Regions from separate parts of the Mus musculus genome. Here regions 2 and 3 are each linked to region 1. The links are chromatin contacts, called in public HiChIP or PLAC-seq maps. All regions are on one chromosome and are shown on one strand. The core of a region is the stretch at or near the end of the contact, and the rest is flanking DNA. Distances in the headings are between cores, read along the strand shown.

What was found. HiChIP or PLAC-seq counts read pairs in DNA pulled down with a chosen protein or histone mark.
Region 2: an H3K4me3 HiChIP or PLAC-seq map of embryonic stem cells shows a contact between it and region 1, with 3 times the contacts expected there. The contact joins the promoter of Got1 here to the enhancer-like site in region 1. A contact is called at or near these places in 5 of 39 promoter capture datasets (the C10 cell line, embryonic stem cells, frontonasal cranial neural crest and 2 more), 1 of 484 Hi-C or Micro-C datasets (stem cell-derived primordial germ cell-like cells), 4 of 115 datasets of contacts at active chromatin or transcription factors (bone marrow-derived macrophages, craniofacial prominence and embryonic stem cells) and 4 of 9 other capture datasets (adipose tissue, embryonic stem cells, liver and 1 more).
Region 3: an H3K27ac HiChIP or PLAC-seq map of embryonic stem cells shows a contact between it and region 1, with 7 read pairs. The contact joins two enhancer-like sites. A contact is called at or near these places in 2 of 115 datasets of contacts at active chromatin or transcription factors (embryonic stem cells and extraembryonic endoderm stem cells) and 2 of 9 other capture datasets (adipose tissue and pancreatic islet).

The regions. Positions count from the first base shown.
Region 1 is chr19:43,732,983-43,736,293 of GRCm38.p6, reverse strand. It overlaps Entpd7 (ectonucleoside triphosphate diphosphohydrolase 7), which reads right to left. Exons shown (of 13, transcript NM_053103.5): 13 at 2,441-3,311. Cox15 (cytochrome c oxidase assembly protein 15) reads left to right here. Exons shown (of 9, transcript NM_144874.4): 9 at 1-3,040. Among named protein-coding and RNA genes, the nearest start is that of Cox15, 18 kb to the left of the region's middle. Within about 2 kb of position 1,768, at least 4 of the 459 cell types and tissues checked have an H3K27ac peak or open chromatin away from gene starts, as enhancers often do. A contact at or near this core is called in embryonic stem cells, where this site is marked.
Region 2 is chr19:43,523,026-43,526,336 of GRCm38.p6, reverse strand. Got1 (glutamic-oxaloacetic transaminase 1, soluble) reads left to right here and starts at 1,732. Exons shown (of 9, transcript NM_010324.2): 1 at 1,732-1,999. The coding sequence starts at 1,882.
Region 3 is chr19:43,892,746-43,896,056 of GRCm38.p6, reverse strand. All of the region lies in intron 4 of Dnmbp (dynamin binding protein), which reads left to right. Among named protein-coding and RNA genes, the nearest start is that of Gm50217, 26 kb to the left of the region's middle. Within about 2 kb of position 1,791, at least 63 of the 459 cell types and tissues checked have an H3K27ac peak or open chromatin away from gene starts, as enhancers often do. A contact at or near this core is called in embryonic stem cells, where this site is marked.

The DNA of each region.
Region 1 (3,311 bases), core at 519-3,018:
TAGCTAGGTTTGTGAAGTGAATATTCTTTTATGCATATGTGTGTTTGTGTTAATATATGCCATGTGTGTACGGGTGCCCATGGAGGCCAGGGAAGGTGCTGGGTCCCTGGAGCTGGACTTAAAGGTGATTTTAATATGCCTGATACGGGTGCTAGTAACCAAACACGGGTCCTCTGGAAGAGCAGCAGGCACTTTTAACAGCTAAGCCATCTCTCCAGCCCTGGAGTGTATATTATTAAAATTAAATGTTGACAATTTCAAGTTTTAAAAAATATATGGAGGCTTAACATGTCTGACCTGAGGTTGCACATTTGCAGTTTCTGAACAAGATGATCAGGTTTTTTTTTTTAACTCTAATAATTATTCTGTGAGTCTCGGTGTATCCTAAAGGATACTGTTCTTAGCTAGTCTTAGCAAAAACAAACGCACATGTGTTTCACTCCTCAAGTCCCAGGCCCTGCTGGGCTTGTGTTATTGCACAAAAGAGGTTCCCTCAACCTCAGAACAAGACTCATCCTAGACCTAAGCGATCACAAGGCCTCTGAACAGGACTGGGCTGGGTTGAAGTTCTGCCAGCTTGTTCCCATTCCCTCCGAATCGCTACCGCACCTACCGTGCCTCATTTAACCTGTTGGGCCTGTGTCAGCAGGGTAGAAACTCCGCTAGACAGGAGCCTTCCAAGAAGGGGACCAGGGCAGCTTGCACACCCTCTGCTTCCCAACTCCAAATCCGCACTCTTCAGTTAGAAGCAATCAGCACAGGGCTGGAGGGTCCAGCCAGAGACCACTCGGAACCGGTTTATAGTCACCCCAAGCACATGGCAACTGGAGTCAGCTCAAGTCTCAGATATTTTGCTGCAGGTTTTTGTTTGTTTGTTTGTTTGTACTACAGTTAAGCATGTTCGGAACAGATCCAATATTTAGCTGTTTAACTGCTTTATGGTATATATATATATATATATATATATATACACATACATACACACACACACACACACACACACACACCCTAAATACACCCTAATACAATTATTGATTTATGCCCCAAATGTCTATTTCAGAAAAATCCATTGCACACTTAAAGGATTAAATAATTTCTTTTAATGTTTTCAACAGTCTGTCCACAATTCTGTCAATTGTTTTTAATTTATAAATAAAGGTAATTAAAACATGTATTTTCAGTCAGCTAACCCAGGATTTTTGTTTGGGATTGATTAGGCCATTAACTCTTATGACATCATTTAATTTTTCTAAGAATTTACTTATTATTGTGTGTGCATGTACATGACAGGGGATATGCATTGTACATGCACGTGCATGCAGAGAAAAGGGGACAACTCCTGCGAGTTGGTTCTCTCCTTCTGTCTTTGTGTGGCGATTGCTTTGTACCGCTGAGCTGTCTCACTGGCTCAGGTTTGCGTCTTTAACCTGCACTGAGATCTGGTTTCCTGCGGCAGGGTCAGTGAGACTGCCTGAAGTGAAGTTGGTTGCAAAGACCAGCTCTGATAATCAGGAGTTTAGAATAGCAGTTTACCTGCAGCCCTCCTGGTCTTGGGGTGAATGGGGGGTTCTATGTGGGCATATGCCACACAGAGCCACATAAGACGCTGCACATTTTCTAGAGCTCCACATCTATCAGAATATTAAGAACTATTCCATGAAATTTAAGAATTCCACAAAAATTCGTTTTTCCACCGCCTGGCTGACAAAATTCTTAACGTAAAGCATGTAAAAAGAGCCGCCTCAGCCACCGGAAGCAGGGCGGTCCCAAAGCCTTTGTCCTTAAGGTCATGGGTCACAGTGGAAGGAGCCGTAGCCACTGCAGAGACCGTGCTAAAGGTAGAAATCCTGGAGGAGATGTAGTGTATACTCCAGCTTCAACTAAACGGACAGTGTGGGACAGCGTGGAAGGAGAACTTGAACAGAAACCTGACCGGTTGGAGGGCCCGGGATCCCTGCTGGCAGAGGCGGGCTTGAGTAAAGGGGCAGAGCCGAAATCAGGCTGGACTCACCAGGACCCCCTTCAAACTGTGCGGTAGCTCAGATTGAGAATGTCCTCCAAGGGCCATCTGTTAAAGGCTTGGTCCTCATGGTGGCATCGTTGGGAATGGTGGGACCCTCGTGGCCAAGCTTCCTAGAAGGTCTTCACATCATTGGAGGATGAGTGAGACTCCCAACTCCATCCTTTCTTGCATCCTGGTCATGAGCTAAGCATCCACTCTGCGTCACATGCCTGCTGCAACGTACACTTCACTGCGGGCTCAGAGCAGAGGGACACTTGACTACTGAGTTGACCATCTACAGCTGTGAGCCAGAACAACCCGTTCTCTGTATAAACGATCTCAAGTGTTTGGTTACAGTAAACGGACTAGCAGCCTGGGGGTGGGGGTGGGAGTCAGGGGTCTGGTAGTAATTGTCCTGCTTTAAGGAGAGGCTCAGGAATAGACACATCTTCAAGCTTGTCTGACATGCAGGCATGGTTAAACAGCCTATGACTCAGAACATTTTCAACTCAAGTTTTCATGCCATGGAAGCAATGGCCTGGTTCATATTTGAAAAACTGGAAGCCCTTATAGCATGAGCAATAATTCCATTTTACAATATAAAAAAAGTCTTTTTATTGCTCCGATTTCCAGAAATGAAAATGGTCTGCTGGTGTGTGGTTCTCCTCTGTCCTTCTAATGATAGTATTAACAAACAAAAATAATGAACTACTAGGCCAAGGGGAAATATGAAACCCTTCAAAGACAGCCGATGGGGATATAAAACAAGACAAAGCTGGCTTAAAATAGAACCTTAACAAGCCTCCCACCAAAACAGAAAGCCTGGAATGGACAGGAACCCACGCAGGGTACAACAGCTTTTCCAGTTCGATCACATCCAAGTTAGGAGGAGGGTGAAGGTCAAGGACAGAGCCACCCACCATACAGACCATTACCTAAAAGTATTTGATTTCAATCATTGTTTTGCAATCATGGTTTACAAAAATATTTGTTATTCTGTATTGTTAGTCAAAGGTGCCAAAACTTGGTTCTTAGTCCTCATTTTTGAACATACTAATTTTTATAATGCCAGCAAAATCTTCACGAGTTTGGCAGAAGTCTACCTTCCCCACAGCAAAGACGGAGGGTAAAACATAAACTAAGAGACCGATTTAAGAGACTCTGAAACAGCCAATGCTGTTCCTACTTAATTCCTAGTCCAGCTAAAATGAAGTCACATACAAATCCCAGTCTAGAAACTTCCCAAGAATCGCCACCTATTCCATAATGAGGTAGATATCTCTATTATGCATTTGTACCTTCATTCAGA
Region 2 (3,311 bases), core at 483-2,982, 210 kb after region 1:
AACTGAACAGGAACACAGGCGAGCACATGCACACACACACAGAGAAATATTTATTTGTTCTTAGCCAAACCAACAGTGTTTAGGTAACCTAGGGTTGCTTTTCTCCCTGGGAATGACGCAGGGAGTGACCATGACATTGTTGCCTAACGTTGTGAAGACGACACTTCTAAATTAAATTCTAGGAAGGCTAGGTTGCAGAACACCCCTCCCCAGTTGCCCTTCGGCTGTGATTTTTGGACGTACTCAAAGTGCACAGCCGATGGACCTTCCGTATTAGCTTGTGACTCTTAGGGGAAAACATTAATGAAATGCTTTGGGCAGTTTCCTTAAAAAAACAAAACAAAACAAAAACAAGGCGATGTTTCTGGAAAGAAAAAGACAGAAAAGCTTAGCAAGTAGTGCTCAAAGTTCGATGGCTTTTGTTTATCCTCTGAACCGAAAACTCGTGAAGATTTATCATGTTACCCAAAGGAAGCCATGATGCTGTTTTCTCGCAAAATACCAAGGAATTGGCGCCTTCCAGCATTGGGTGAATATGTAGTGGAAGAAACGGAGGGAGGTTTGCCAGATCCCAGGCAAAGCATCATGCCATCTAGGAGGGGGTGTGGACCCTGCGCCATAACAAAGCTAGTATTTAGAGAGCACTTACTGTATGCAACTAAACACTTTATGTGTCTTAACTCACCTAATCCCCACAACAACCTGGAGGAAAACACTATTATCTCCATCTTACAGAGCAGGAACAGGCCTGCCCAAGTAGGTCAGAGTCAGCCGGCATCTAAACCTAACTTGCCTGGCTCCAGAGTTAGGTTCCTACTCATCAGGAGGCTTTCTAAACTTGTAACGTCGACAACAAAACGCCCAAGTACAGGAAAGAGAGATGTCTAACCAAACAGCGTGTTAAGAGGTTTTATGGATGGCTGACAGATGTGAAATCTTCAAGGTCAACAGGTGGAGAAAGGATCTGGACAGAAATAGACTCTCAGGGGAAGGAGCAGCCTGACCTGACAGAAAGAAGCAGCAGTTTGGGTGTGTGCCAATCGATGATGACAGCACGCGTGGGAGGAATGCTGCAGAGAGAGGCTTCGCTAGATCCTTCAAGGTCCTTTAGGGCTAGGCTTTCCCGGCCCCGGTTATCTACCGGGGCTGGGGGTTGGTGTTAAAATTCTCAAGCTAGTATGTGCTCATCCCTTACTTTCTGCAGGGTCTCCCCTGCCAGCGATCAAGGAAGACAACACATCCAGGTTTCTTTCTGGGGAAGCACTGAGTGGAGACAGTCAAGGTCACCCACGATTGGGTACAGTGTGTCCAAGCGGACCACTAGAGTCCTGTGCCAGACACTTGGCTGTCAGCCGGGCCTGGCCAACGCAGGAACGTGCGCACCGCCGGAGCCTGGCGGCGACAGTCACCTGCTCAGCGGGTACAGAAAGACCTGTTCTCTGCTTTCCCCACGGGCGGGCCACCGCCCCAGGTCTCCAGGCCCCAGAAGGTCAGGAGGTTGTCCTCTGGGGACTCCCGCCACCCGCACCATCCTCATCACCCCAAGGAATAAAAGCCTCAGCGATTGGAACACGCTACGCCAATCATCCTAGCCTCTGCCCACACCTCCTCCGGTGTACATTGCATTGGTTGCATCATACAAGCCTCCGATAAGATCCTCTTCTCGAATTGGCTAGTAGAGGCTTGCCCCGCCTAACCCTTCTTAGTCGGAAGGTTGTGATTGGTTAAGCGCGTTGCCAAGCTCCGGACGCGGCTCGACCATTGGAAGCCGCGGGCTGCCCCGCCCGCCGGCGAAGGTGAGAGTCTCCTCCAGTCACCGGACCCCGCACCGCACAGAGCTGCTCCCGGCTCGTTCTCGAGGTCTCGGCACATTCTGTCGCGATGGCGCCTCCATCAGTCTTTGCCCAGGTTCCGCAAGCTCCTCCGGTTCTGGTCTTTAAGCTCACTGCGGACTTCCGGGATGATCCAGATCCCCGCAAGGTTAACCTCGGCGTGGGAGGTAAGGATGCAGTGCCTTGGAATGCGAGCAGCCTGGGGGGAGGTGGGCGTAGGAGGAGCTGAGATTTAGTTTGTGTCTCCCTGAGAGGAGCCCGAGGAGAGAAGGTTGGGACCACGAGGACATCACCAACCTACCCATTTTGCAGATGGCGATACAGAGTCCTTGGAAAGAGGGGGTGTTCAAGGTCACGCAGAACAGGTGTAACATCTGGGACACAAATGTTGTTTTTGTTTCTCCACCCAGTGTTCTTTATAGTACTTGTTCTAAAGCAACGATGGGGATGGTAAGGAGAGAGAAGTATGGTAGCTTTAGCGTCTCGTGGTCAACTGGAACTGGGAATGAAAGAGCTGTTAGCCTAATGGAGCTGTAGTCCGGGTTGAGCGAGTAGCAGACGCCACTTAGGAAGCCTGTTAACCCACATGGGGAAGATGTAGGTTTGGTTTATTCTCAGAGTGGAGCAGATGAGGCGAAGCCCATGCATCTCAGGCCACACACATCTGGGTCTTCATTTCTTGATCATTTGCCTTGAACCAAGTTAGCCTTCTGCCAAGGTCGTTTGTGTTGTAGTTTCTAAAGCCCTTTAACTCGAGCCTCCGGCGACTTCGTCATCACTGTTTGGATGTTTGAAGCTCTACAGAGCTTGGTGTGCATTTGGCCACGTGCAGAGGCCAGCCGAGGAGAGAAGAGTGAGCAGACTGATGCTCTCAGCAGGGAACCAACCGGAACTGAAAGCGCTAGAAGGTTAGAAAGAAGAAATGGAGTTGTTTTGAAGCAGAGGGTGACGTTAAGGGGATTCAGAATCTAGGTTCTTAGAGAGGATGTGCAAATATAGCCCTAGTGTCTCTGTCTCTCTGTCTCTGTCTCTCTCTCGCTCGCTGGCTCTCTTTCATCTAGGTTCTTAGAGAGGATGTGCAAATATAGCCCTAGTGTCTCTGTCTCTCTGTCTCTGTCTCTCTCTCTCTCGCTCGCTCGCTCGCTCGCTCTCTTTCATCTAGGTTCTTAGAGAGGATGTGCAAATATAGCCCTAGTGTCTCTGTCTCTCTGTCTCTGTCTCTCTCTCTCTCTCTCGCTCTCTTTCATCTAGGTTCTTAGAGAGGATGTGCAAATATAGCCCTAGTGTCTCTGTCTCTCTGTCTCTCTGTCTCTCTCTCTCTCTCTCTCTCGCTCGCTCGCTCTCTTTCATCTAGGTTCTTAGAGAGGATGTGCAAATATAGCCCTAGTGTCTCTGTCTCTCTGTCTCTCTGTCTCTGTCTCTCTCTCTCTCGCTCGCTCGCTCGCTCGCTCTCTTTCATCTAGGTTCTTAGAGAGGATG
Region 3 (3,311 bases), core at 542-3,041, 160 kb before region 1:
CCCTGAGAGCTACCACAGCAGGCATGTGTGCTGCCGCACCCGGCCTCAGAGTGATTTTTAATGAAGACTTGTAAATGAGATCAGAGTATGTTTTTAAGGAAAGTCCTATTTTCAAAAAAAAACATTGGGTGGGACCTAAGACACACTGAAGAAAGCCAATAGATTAACAATCAGAAGATTGCTGATAAGAGACGGCAAAGCAATCTATACTATTCTAGAGATAGTCAAAATATATAAGGCAGGTTTTGTCTATATAAAAAAAATATCATTCTAAAAACTGCTTGAAATGTCTCTGGTATAATATTTCTTTCTCCAAGTAGTAGAATAGAATAAATATCCAAACCTGGGCCAGTTTTGCTGACACACACGGATAATCTCAATACTTGGGGGGCAGAACCAGTGAGATCTCTGAATTCCAGGCCAGCTAGGGCTACAGAGTGAGACTCTGTCTCAAAAATAAATAAATAAATAAATAAATAAATAAATAATGAATAAATAAATAAATAAGTCAAACTAATTTGTACTTTTTAAAAAATATTTTTGCTTTTAAAAAAAAAAGATTTATTTATTATTATATCTAAGTACACTGTAGCTGTCTTTTAGATACACCAGAAGAGGGCGTCAGATCTCATTACGGATGGTTGCGAGCCATCATGTGGTTGCTGGGATTTGAACTCAGGACCTTCGGAAGAGCAATCGGTGCTTTTAACCACTGAGCCATCTCTCCAGCCCCCCCCCCTTTTTTTTGGTTTAAGATGATGAACGTTTGTGTAGAGCCAGGGTGTCCCCCAGGGGAAGAATGTTTCCTTAGGTGCTTCAAGGCCCTTCATTCAATCCTGGTATCATCCCCACCAAGGAGTAAAAGAATTTAAGACAGTAATAATCTTTCCCTTTTTCTCGTCGGTGCACAGGAAGAGAGTAAGTACCCTTCACCCACGTGGCATCTGCCCCAGGGTGTTGGCTCAGAACAAATGACCTCGGCTAAGTCAACCGGGTTTTATCCTGGTACAAAGCAGCAAACATAGTCTGAGCCTATGAACAGTCTGTCCGTTCAGAAGAGTAGCGAGTTCTTCCTTCCAGGGCTGATGGGTTCATGGAACTTAGGATTGTTTATTTGATTATGATTGATCGGTGAGTCACAGTTCTTCGCAGTTTGTAGGGTGACTTTGCACACACTTTATTTCCTCATGTTCAGGGTCAGGCAAAGGGTGGGAAATTTCAGTAAGACCCAGGTACTTCAGAGATTATGGACTCCCTGAGGGTGCCCTGTCCAGCCCAACCTACTACAGGCAGCTGTGTTGAATAAGTCGGAACCACACTGCTGGTGCTGTCTCTCTCTCTCTCTCTCTCTCTCTCTCTCTCTCTCTCTCTCTCTCTCTCTCTCTCTCTCCTCTCTCTCTCTCTCTCTCTCTCTCTGTGTGTGTGTGTGTGTGTGTGTGTGTGTGTGTGTAGAGGCCAGAGGTCAAGGACAAATTGCCGACGTTGTTTTCTCTTTCTACCTTTGTGGGTTTGGGAGACTGAGCCCAGGTTATCGGGCTTGGCAGCAAGCACCTAAGCTAGCTTACCAGCCTCCCACCCCCTCTTCTGAAATTTAAAAATTATGTTCATGTATGTGTGCCCTGGCATGTGGGTGGAGGTCAGGGGACAACTTTCCCGAGTCAGTTCTCGACTTCAGCCTTGCCGGGTTGAATTCAGTTAACAGATTGGTTGGCAGCCGCCTTTCCCTGCTGAGCTAGCCCCCGCCTCTCCCCATTTTTAAATAGTATCTCACACGTAGCTCTAGCAGGTCTCAAGTTTCAGGATCCACCCTCCTCCCAGCATCACCTGCTGCAGTTAGTACAGCGGGATAGCACAGTGCCCAACTAGAGTGATTAATCTTTTTATTGTTTTGCTTTGTTCTTAACTCTGAGTCTCCCTATGTATCCCTGGCTGGCCTAAAACTTGCTGTGTAGACCAGGCTGCCACAAACTCCCCAGTGCTGGGATAAAAGGTGTGTGTCTTTCTGAAAAGGAAATTAACCTTTGTTTTTAGTTGGATTAGAAATAAGCAAGATCATTGGATTTTAGACTTAGAAGCAGAGAGACCATCAATGTCCTCATTTCACACATAAGAAAGTAACCGCTGGGGCCGTGGAGATGTCTTAGCAGTTAACACGGGTTGCTCTGGAAGGGGATCCAAGGTCTGTTTTTAGCAGCTACATGATGGCTGGAGAGCATGGGTGTCTACACTCAAGGACACATGCTCAACAGAGACACACGGGTATACAGGATCTTAAAAATAAAGTAAATCAGAGAGAGAGAGAGAGAGAGAGAGAGAGAGAGAGAGAGAGAAAAGAGAAGAGAAGAGAAGAGAAGAGAAGAGAAGAGAGGAGAGGAGAGGAGAGGAGAGGAGAGGAGAGGAGAGGAGAGGAGAGGAGAGGAGAGGAGAGGAGAGGAGAGGCAGGCTGGCAGGCAGGCAAATAGCCAGATGTAGTGGCAAATTCCTTTAATCCCAGGACTCAAGAGACAGAGGCGGAAAGATTTCAGACTAGCCTGGTCTACATAGCGAGACCCTGCCTCAAAAATAAAAATAAAAACAGCTTCGTTGTCTGGTGAGTTCTCTATAGATGTTGCCGTTGTTTTGCATAAAGTTGTCCTGGTAAATAGTGTTACCGGTTTGGTGAGCAAATCGCTGTCTCAACTTTAGAGATTGCTGACTCGGTTAGCACAGCAGTCCTGTGTGCTCCTGTGGGGATCTGGATGGCGGTGTACTGGGGGGTCAGGGGGAGCAGCTGCCTTGTGTGGGGAGGTCATGTAAGTCAAGACTGGAGATGAGGGTGTGGCAGTGTAGGCAGGAGAGCATTCGTTGCTGAACTGCACCATGGGAGAATGGTAATGTGGTAAAATGTCCATGTTAGGTGTGACTGGTTTTATCCGGTGCATGATGTCAAGCAGACCTGGCTTCATGTAGCAGTGTATGCGATCATAGCCAAGTTATTCCAGCACCCAGAGTCTCATGGAGCTCACACTGGCTTTGAACTTGCTGTTTAGCCAGGATGACTTTGAACTCCAATCTGCCTGCCAAGTGCTGGAATTAGAGCCATTCCTCACCATATCCAACTGGATTATTGCTTTATGTGTGGTAAAAATAATAATAACTGCTTGCTTACATTGAAGGATAGTGAAAGTCAAACTCGACTTCTTTTTTGACTTCTAGCACCATAGCTTGTACATGCATGTTCATGTTCACTCAATTGCACACATACACACATGTACCCAGGCACACACATATATACACATGCACACAGGCATACACACATATGCACATGCACA